Regions from separate parts of the Mus musculus genome. Here all the other regions are linked to region 3. Evidence: chromatin contacts called from public promoter capture Hi-C data. All regions are on one chromosome and are shown on one strand. The core of a region is the stretch at or near the end of the contact, and the rest is flanking DNA. Distances in the headings are between cores, read along the strand shown.

The links. Promoter capture Hi-C pulls out the DNA fragments that hold promoters and counts their contacts. Capture Hi-C pulls out chosen DNA fragments and counts their contacts.
Region 1: a contact with region 3 is called in a promoter capture Hi-C map of embryonic stem cells, with 3 times the contacts expected there. The contact joins the promoter of Spin4 here to the promoter of Gspt2 in region 3. A contact is called at or near these places in 10 of 39 promoter capture datasets (the C10 cell line, the HPC-7 cell line, the SN4741 cell line and 6 more), 1 of 484 Hi-C or Micro-C datasets (cranial neural crest) and 1 of 115 datasets of contacts at active chromatin or transcription factors (extraembryonic endoderm stem cells).
Region 2: a promoter capture Hi-C map of liver shows a contact between it and region 3. The contact joins the promoter of Apoo here to the promoter of Gspt2 in region 3. A contact is called at or near these places in 3 of 39 promoter capture datasets (cranial neural crest and embryonic stem cells), 2 of 484 Hi-C or Micro-C datasets (both in embryonic stem cells), 1 of 115 datasets of contacts at active chromatin or transcription factors (stem cell-derived neural progenitor cells) and 3 of 9 other capture datasets (adipose tissue, liver and macrophages).

Annotation. Positions count from the first base shown.
Region 1 is chrX:95,025,341-95,028,040 of GRCm38.p6, reverse strand. It overlaps Spin4 (spindlin family, member 4), which reads left to right and starts at 1,359. Exons shown (of 1, transcript NM_178753.4): 1 at 1,359-2,700. The coding sequence starts at 1,847. The coding sequence ends at 2,596.
Region 2 is chrX:94,365,718-94,368,417 of GRCm38.p6, reverse strand. Apoo (apolipoprotein O) reads right to left here and starts at 1,308. Exons shown (of 9, transcript NM_026673.4): 1 at 1,256-1,308. The coding sequence starts at 1,264. It overlaps Fam90a1b (family with sequence similarity 90, member A1B), which reads left to right and starts at 1,641. Exons shown (of 10, transcript NM_001362881.1): 1 at 1,641-1,787; 2 at 2,675-2,700.
Region 3 is chrX:94,634,743-94,637,442 of GRCm38.p6, reverse strand. It overlaps Gspt2 (G1 to S phase transition 2), which reads right to left and starts at 1,374. Exons shown (of 1, transcript NM_008179.2): 1 at 1-1,374. The coding sequence starts at 1,186.

The DNA.
Region 1 (2,700 bases), core at 110-2,609, 390 kb before region 3:
TCCCCTGATGCCTTTTAAAAGTTTCCTGATTTATAGTTCTCTTTGTTTTGCTGCTATAAAAATTTCATGAGGCCAGTTGGGTAAGAGGCTTATCTTACAAAGGAACTTGTGGCATAAACCTGTGGACTTGGGTTCAATCCATTGAATTCAAGTAAATGTGGAAGGAAAGAAGTTACTACACAATGTTATCTTCTGATTTCCACTTTTCCACTTCTGCCCCCTTCCAACATAGACACTTCATGCACACACAGGTTAATAATAAACAGCAGCGACAACACCAACAAAATTCCATGAAACTGTTACCACATTGGAACATAGAACTTGGGGTAACCTAAAGTTGTGGACCTTGGTCTTGGTCACTTATATTTGATTCTAGAATAAACCATCTTTTATTTTGAGATGAGAGCTGTGTTCTTTATGTTCACATATGGAACCATTAAAAATTGTGTTTCCAGCCTGGCATGGTGGCGCATGGTTTTAATCCCAGTACTTGGGAGGCAGAGAAGGGGGGGGGGGCATATCTCTGAGTTCGAGGCCAGCCTGGTATGTAGAGTGAGTTCCAGGACAGTCAGGGCTACCCAGGGAAACCCTGTCTCAAAAAACTGAAAAACAAATCATGTTTCCAGCATATTTAATCATGACAGAAACTACTCGTGATATAAGTGACAAAGTAAGCAAAAAAGGTATAGAAATATAAAAGTTGCTCTCAAATGCATAAGGTTATAGAAAGATATATTAATAAGAAATCAGCTTAATAAACATTTTGATGTTTGCCTGGTTTGTATGGCTAAAGTTAGTTTTGTTTTGCTTTGCTTTTTATTTCACTCAGTTTTAGAAAAGCAAATACCAGCATATTTTCCTTCCACTTAGAAAAACATACTAAAAATCGTTAGGACGAATGATCAGGTAGAAAATATAAAGGAGAGTTTAAGTTAACATGGTGGACTGTGCACGACTTTTCCCCAATCCCGCTTCAAATTTCTTAAAAAAGAAAGAAATTGTAGATTTGTTTATACAATTTCTCCCACCCCACGTATTTTTTTTTCTTTCTTTTTCACTTTTCTTTTCTTTTTCTGCTTGTGAGGAATTCCTGGAAGATAGAAAGCAGATGGAGCCTCAGTGAAGTATGCAGTTGGGCAGCAGACAGCCTGCAGGGGAGGAGGGGTGTTGTACTGTCTGGTTCTGGTGGGAATGAACCGGCTGGGGGGCCACGGGAGTAAAGGAGAGAGCCTGTGTCAGTGTGGCTGCCCCAGGAGCGGAAGGCAGGACGGAAGCGGGAGGGGTGGAGGAAAGGAGAGGGCGGGCTCAGAGGAGGAGGATTCCCTAAGCAACAAAAATCCCGGTTTCGCAGATTGGCCAAGCTGACAAGCGCTGCCAAGACCAGGCCGCGCAAAGCGCAAACTGCTGGGAGACGTGCTACTGCCTGCACTTTCGTGGCCGCGAAACATCCCTGTTATCTCCGGTCCAGGTTAACAGTCCACTTCTTCTCTGTTGCCGTTCTGCGACCGCAGCAGCGTTGACAACAGCTAAGTGGCGGATTCTGGCTGGGACGTGGGCTTGGGAGTCCGGGAAGGCGCCAGGGGCGGACAGAACGAACCCGGGAGCCCGCCATCTCTCTGGAGCCATCACTATTGCAGTCACCCCTCCCTGAAGGAGGAAAAAAGCACTAGTGAGCGGCACTCTCTGTCTCAGTTCCCAGTCAGTTAGCTCTTTTCTGACAAAATCTGAAAAGAGGACTGATACAGTCTCTCGGATCGCGAAAAATATCTGCCGTTGGACACTGCTGACTGTTAGTCAGCTTGTTAAGCAAAGAGCAGCTTTACTTTGGCCACCGAAGCCTCGAGCCATGTCTCCTCCGACTGTGCCTCCTACTGGGGTGGATGGTGTGTCCGCGTACCTGATGAAGAAAAGGCACACTCACAAGAAGCAGCGCCGTAAGCCCACTTTCCTCACTCATAGGAACATCGTGGGCTGCCGCATTCAACACGGCTGGAAAGAAGGCAATGAGCCCGTGGAGCAATGGAAAGGTACTGTGCTCGAGCAGGTCTCCGTGAAGCCCACTCTGTATATCATCAAATATGATGGCAAAGACAGTGTGTACGGACTGGAACTGCACAGAGATAAGAGAGTTTTAGCGCTGGAGATTCTTCCTGAGAGAGTTCCTTCTCCTCGCATTGACTCTCGCCTGGCCGATTCCCTGGTTGGGAAGGCAGTGGGACATGTGTTCGAAGGTGAGCATGGCAAGAAAGATGAGTGGAAGGGTATGGTGTTGGCGCGAGCCCCCATCATGGATACTTGGTTTTACATCACCTACGAGAAAGATCCGGTCCTCTATATGTACACCCTGCTGGACGACTACAAAGATGGTGACCTGCGTATCATTCCAGATTCCAACTACTACTTCCCTGCAGCTGAACAGGAGCCTGGGGAGGTGCTCGACAGCCTTGTGGGCAAGCAGGTGGAACACGCCAAAGACGACGGGTCCAAGAGAACTGGGATCTTTATTCATCAGGTGGTAGCCAAGCCATCTGTCTACTTCATTAAGTTTGATGATGATATTCACATTTATGTCTATGGCTTGGTGAAAACCCCGTAAGTTTATAGACCTCTTTGCGAAACGTGTGGAACTATCAGAGGATAAATATTTTATGTTCTCAAAATTAAGTTTTTCTGAGGTCAATTTTGAGGTCAAAAGTTCTG
Region 2 (2,700 bases), core at 59-2,558, 270 kb after region 3:
AAATCTATGAGTTCAGTGTCCATCCTTCCTCTGCATTTAGTGACATAATTCCCCTCAGTATTTAACAGTTAGACTTTATTACCCTAATTTCACAATGGGGGGGGGGGGGAACAGGCAGTTAAGTGGAGTTAAGTGACATGTCCATTATCATATAGCTAGTAACTGACAATACCACAGCACTGGAAGGCAGAAGCCATGGTCTCATTTTGCAGCCCTTACTATTGTGCCTCAAACACCCACCGCAGCTGCAAGAAACTTTGAAATGAGGAGCACAAGTCTGAAATTTCATTAGCACCATTCTGTAAATATTGTGTTTCTTGAGACTTGATTTTGTAGATTTCTGGCTGCCTGTGGCTATTTTTTAAGACAGAAACTTTATGTAACACTGGTTGTCCTGGAAATCGCTACGTAAACCAGGCTATCCTCGAACTCATCTTCATGAATTTATCCACTGCCTCTGCCTCCTGAGTGCTGGGATTAAAGGTGTGCACAGCCTGTGGGGTTTTTTTAATGACAAAATATATTTGCCGTTTAAGAAAGAATAATTTATGCTAAAATACAGGTTTTTGAAAGTCTTCACTGTAAATGTCCATCTTATGGAGGACAGTTCGAAAAAACTGTAAGAGGGGAGAAGAGTCGACTTCATACTAATGCTCACTGGGCAGTAAAGCTCCAGCTACATACACACACACACACACACACACACACACACACACACAGAGAGAGAGAGGGGGGGAGGGGGAGGGAGGGGGAGGGAGGGGAAGGGAGGGAGAGAGGGGGGGATGAGGGGGAGAGAGAGAGAGACCCCCCCGCCCCGCCCCAAGCCAGCATCCCCGACATCCTCCGAAGCTGACCCTCCCCCACCCACGGGCCAGGTTCTGAAACTTGATCCTGCCAAGCAACCAAAGCCACAAACCCTGCAGCGCCCAGACCTGGCTTCATCCTCCCCACAACCCCAAAAGGGCATTAGCCGAGGAGGTGGGCACGATAGAGGCGTTTTAACTTTTCAAAGTGTTTCATTCGCGAGAGAGCTCAAAGGGCCGATCCCACCAATCTAGGGTTTCACTCCACAACCTCACAGGTGCTGGTACCGAGTGCTGAATGAACCGCCGCCAAGCCAGAATTTAGCCCGGAGGTGAAAAAGGCCTCAGGAGGAACCGAGTCTGGTCCCCAAAAAGACGCCCGGGAGCGTGGGGAGGGCTCCTGGAGGCTGAGAGGGGACAATGACAGCTGTGACCCGGCTCCACATTCTCACCTTGAACATGTCGCTGGCAGCCGCGGCTCCGGCAGGGTCACCCCTCCCTTGGCCCCTCCCACTATAAAAAAGGCAACTACGGTGGCCGGGTTAGATCCTGATTCCCTTGACCACGAGCGAGCACGAGATGATGCTGTGACGCCAGCTTAACCCGCCAAAAGCTCGGCCTGCGCCGCTAGGTGGCGTGTCGCGTTGCTTAGCAACCGAGAGGCGCGCGCGGGAACCTAACAAATTCAAACCCCGCCTCCTAGACAGTCCTGCCTCCTTGCAGGCTGTTGCTAGGCGGCAAAAGGCTGCAGGTCCGTGTGGGCGGCCGCACGCTGTGGTGAGAAGAAGGCGGTTCTCTGGCTCCCTGCCGCGCCGGGGACTGGCTTTCGCCTCCACTGCCAGGCTCCGGCTGCGAGGGTTGAGAATCCTGCACGCTGAGGCAGCCAGGCGGTGGCGCCCGACGGACGAGGGTAAACTGCACCAGTCTCTTAGGGAGAAGCAGCGGATCGACCCGACCTTGGGGCATCGATTTACCTCATAAAAGGTTTTTCCCTTAAAGAATTTACCTTGCGCTGAACGGTCCTTAAGTTTTACGTTTAAACTAAATGTAACATGTCGCTTACTTGTGAAAAAATGACCGGTACCGGTGTTTTTCTTTTTAAAGTACTAAAGTGTAAATCTGACAATCAAATATTGGTCCCATTTAATACTTGTAGACGTAAAATGGCAGTATTTGGCTATTTGCGAGAAAAACTGGCGTTGTCGCTGGTTTAATAATTTCATTTTTTCCACCCAAGTCTATGGGCACAATTGTCACGGCCGAGCGTCCAAGGCTGTGAAAAATCTAAGGCTAGGATTCAACTCCAGGTAGGCTGCCTCTTGAAATCTCAGCGCTAGCCTCAGGGAACACTAGCGGGTCCGATAAAGACGGCGTATTTCATATTTCGTTTCTGTCCTAATTCGACAGAAAATGGAAGAAGCCCTGTGGGCGGGCGTCCTGGAGATGCGGAGATTTTTTCAGTGTAAGGTCACTTGTCCTTTTACCCAGAGACTGATTGGGACACACCTGTCCTTAAGGAAATTAGGGGGGTTTTTATTCGCTGAGGGAGAGAGAGAGAGAGAGAGAGAGAGAGAGAGAGAGAGAGAGAGAGAGAGAGAGAGAGAGAGAGAGAGAGAGAGAAGGAAAAGGCGCGCCGCGCGTCTGGGACAAGCTGGAGCGCTTCGGTAAGAAGTTAGGTTTGTCGTAGTATGTAGTATCGGAGCTTTAGTTCAGTGATTTGTGGTCAAAGTTTTTTGGTTTTTTTTTTTTTTTTTAAAGCGGGACTTTGCGGTGTTCGAAAGTTTCAGGGAGGAGAAAGCCCTAGAGCTCAGCCTACTGCCGGACCAACTTCCAAATGTTACGAGCGGCTTTTTTTTCCCCCTTCTCAACAGAATTGTGTGTTCCGAGCCATCTCCAT
Region 3 (2,700 bases), core at 125-2,624:
CTGAGCAGGGCATAAAGTGAATGTCCTTTTTTGGACTGAAACCAACTTTTTTCAAAAAGGGCACCAGTTTTTCTTTACATTCTTCATATCGCTCACTGCTCCAATCTACTGTGGGGTCATCCATCTTATTAATAAGCACTATTAAGTATTTTACCCCTGCTGTTTTGGCCAGCATTGCATGTTCTCTTGTCTGTCCACCTTTTTCAAATCCAGTCTCAAATTCCCCTTTCCTGGCAGAGATCACCAGCACAGCTAAATCGGCTTGAGAGGCACCGCCAATCATATTTGGGACAAAACTCTTGTGGCCAGGGGCATCTAGGATTGTGAAATGCTTCTTTTCCGTTTCAAAATACGCACGGCCCACTTCCACTGTTTTACCCTTGTCTCGTTCTTCCTGGTTTGTATCTAAGGCCCAGGACAAGTACCAGGTCTCTCTATTCTTCTCCTTAGCTTCTCGTTCGTATTTCTCAAGTGTCCTTCTGTCAACCATTCCTGTCAAAAACATTATTTGTCCTCCAATGGTTGACTTGCCAGCATCCACATGCCCAATGAAGACCACATTTACGTGTTCTTTCTTAGGTGCACCTGATGGTATGGACACAGATTTTGATTTCCTTACTTCCTCTTTCTCCTCCATCACTTCCTTGACACTTTCTTCTGGGGGCCCTGCATCTCCCAAAGAAGCCTCAGGCTTTGCTTCACTCACTTCTTTAAGCTCCCAAGATTCTTCTAGGGCCATCTCCACCTCTCCATTTTCTACAACAGGTTCTGAAAGTTCCATGGTAACAACTGAACTGGAACCCTCCCACGACACTAAAGGGCCATCTTTGGAAGGTTCTACAGGTGCTCCCCATTCCATCCGTTTACCTTCAGGCTCCCCGGCGCCACCGATGCAGGTTTCGTCGCAGCTGGAGGCTGTGGGGGCGGGCGGCTGGGCCGATCCAGGCAGGAAGGACGGCACGAACTCCGCTGCGCTTACGCTAGGCACGAAAGGTTTGGCGTGGATGTTGAGCTGACTGCTGAAGGCCAAGCTGAGATGCTTGCGCTGGGCCTCGGCTTCCGCGGCCTCAGCCGCTGCCATGGCTGCGGGGGCGATTCCATCCCCGCTCGGAGCCGAACCCGGGGCTTCCATGTCCACCTGATCCCAGCAGTCGGGAGCCGAGTCGCTGCTGCTGCCGAGATCCATGGTGTGAGCAGCCGGGGTGCGGCGGAGAAGGAGCGAGGTAGGCAGGTCAGGAGGAGAGGGTTCTACCGGTGGTAGTAAGGCAGGAACAGCCACGGGCCACGGGCGAGCGACGCGAACCTTAGCGGCGCGGAGGCAGCTAAGCGCAGATGCTGCACTCACAGCTGCGGCGGCGGCAGATATGGCCGCTCAAGGCTCAGCTCCAATGTGTGAGCGAATCTCCTCCCCCAAATCCCAATCACTTCCGACTCCTCCACCCCTGACCCAACGCCTGTGGTGAATTGACCCCTCGCTGCCATCCGTAGGTTTGTCCCCGTTAGTTCTCAGTCAGAGGCTGAGTCTCCAAGTACAATTTAAAAAGAAAAGAAAAAGAAAAAAACACGAGATTTTCTATTTATTTTGGTTCACACAATCTGACAGAATGATTTGACCACGTTCCAATGATTAAGCCTTAGATACACCTGACTTAAAATTCTAAAATCTTCACATAAAACGAAAATTCCTATTGAACAAATGGGAGGCAAAAAATGAGCAACAAGCGGGGTGGGAGGTCAGTAGCGCTTACACGGGGATTTATAGAATGAATCAAGATAGTAATTGCAACTTAAAATCACGAATTAATTTGAAATCGAGAGGCTTTTTGTTCCCATTGATGCCCCCATCCGCTTGCATTTTAAGGATGGGGTTAATGGTCTTTTTAAATTACCAAGGAAAGCAATTTTTAACAATTATTCTAATCATTTTATATGCAAGTATCCGGACAGTAGCAGGCAGGCCATTCTCTGGAGTAAGGCCACTGTACCTTTCCAACCATCTGTAGTTGTACCTATATACCAGGACTTCTACAAGAATCACAGGCCATGCCCTTTCAGCTTCGTTCGGAAACCAGAACTGAGTTTGCAATAGGAATCAATGCAGTGGCAGAGGTAAAAAGAAACTGGCTGTAAGCTCAATTAAAGCCACTATGGCCTCTAAAGTGTAGAAAATCCTTTATAGTTCTCATTAATAGACTATCACCCTCAAAAATGGTTGATATTTTATCTAAATCCTGGATGTACTTGTTTGTAAATTATAGCAATCAGAGAGGAGAAAGCTGGGGATGATCCAATTTACTTTTCCCAGGTGGAGTTGTAGGCATTTGTTTTAAATCAACCCAATAACAAAGTAAGACGTTATAAAACCAAGTGGATGACTGGTAATTTGATCACTATGTTCTCCATACTTCATGAGAATATCAGGGCCCTTGATAGTGCTCACTATGGAGCTGCCACAGCTGTGTGCTATTTATTTCCCACCTTTACCTGCCCTTGGTTCTTTTTCCCTGGTAATGGTTTATTTCTTTTATTGCAGAAAAAAGAAAAATAATAGGAAAAACTGAGAAGTAAAATGTAAAGATAGACTTCTGGGCAGCACCCCGCACAGGTACTGGAACATTTTGTGACCCTAGGACAACGTTCTTTAAATGGGTTTAGGAGAATCTGTCAAGGTTTAAGGGGCTGTTATTACATAAAGTAACC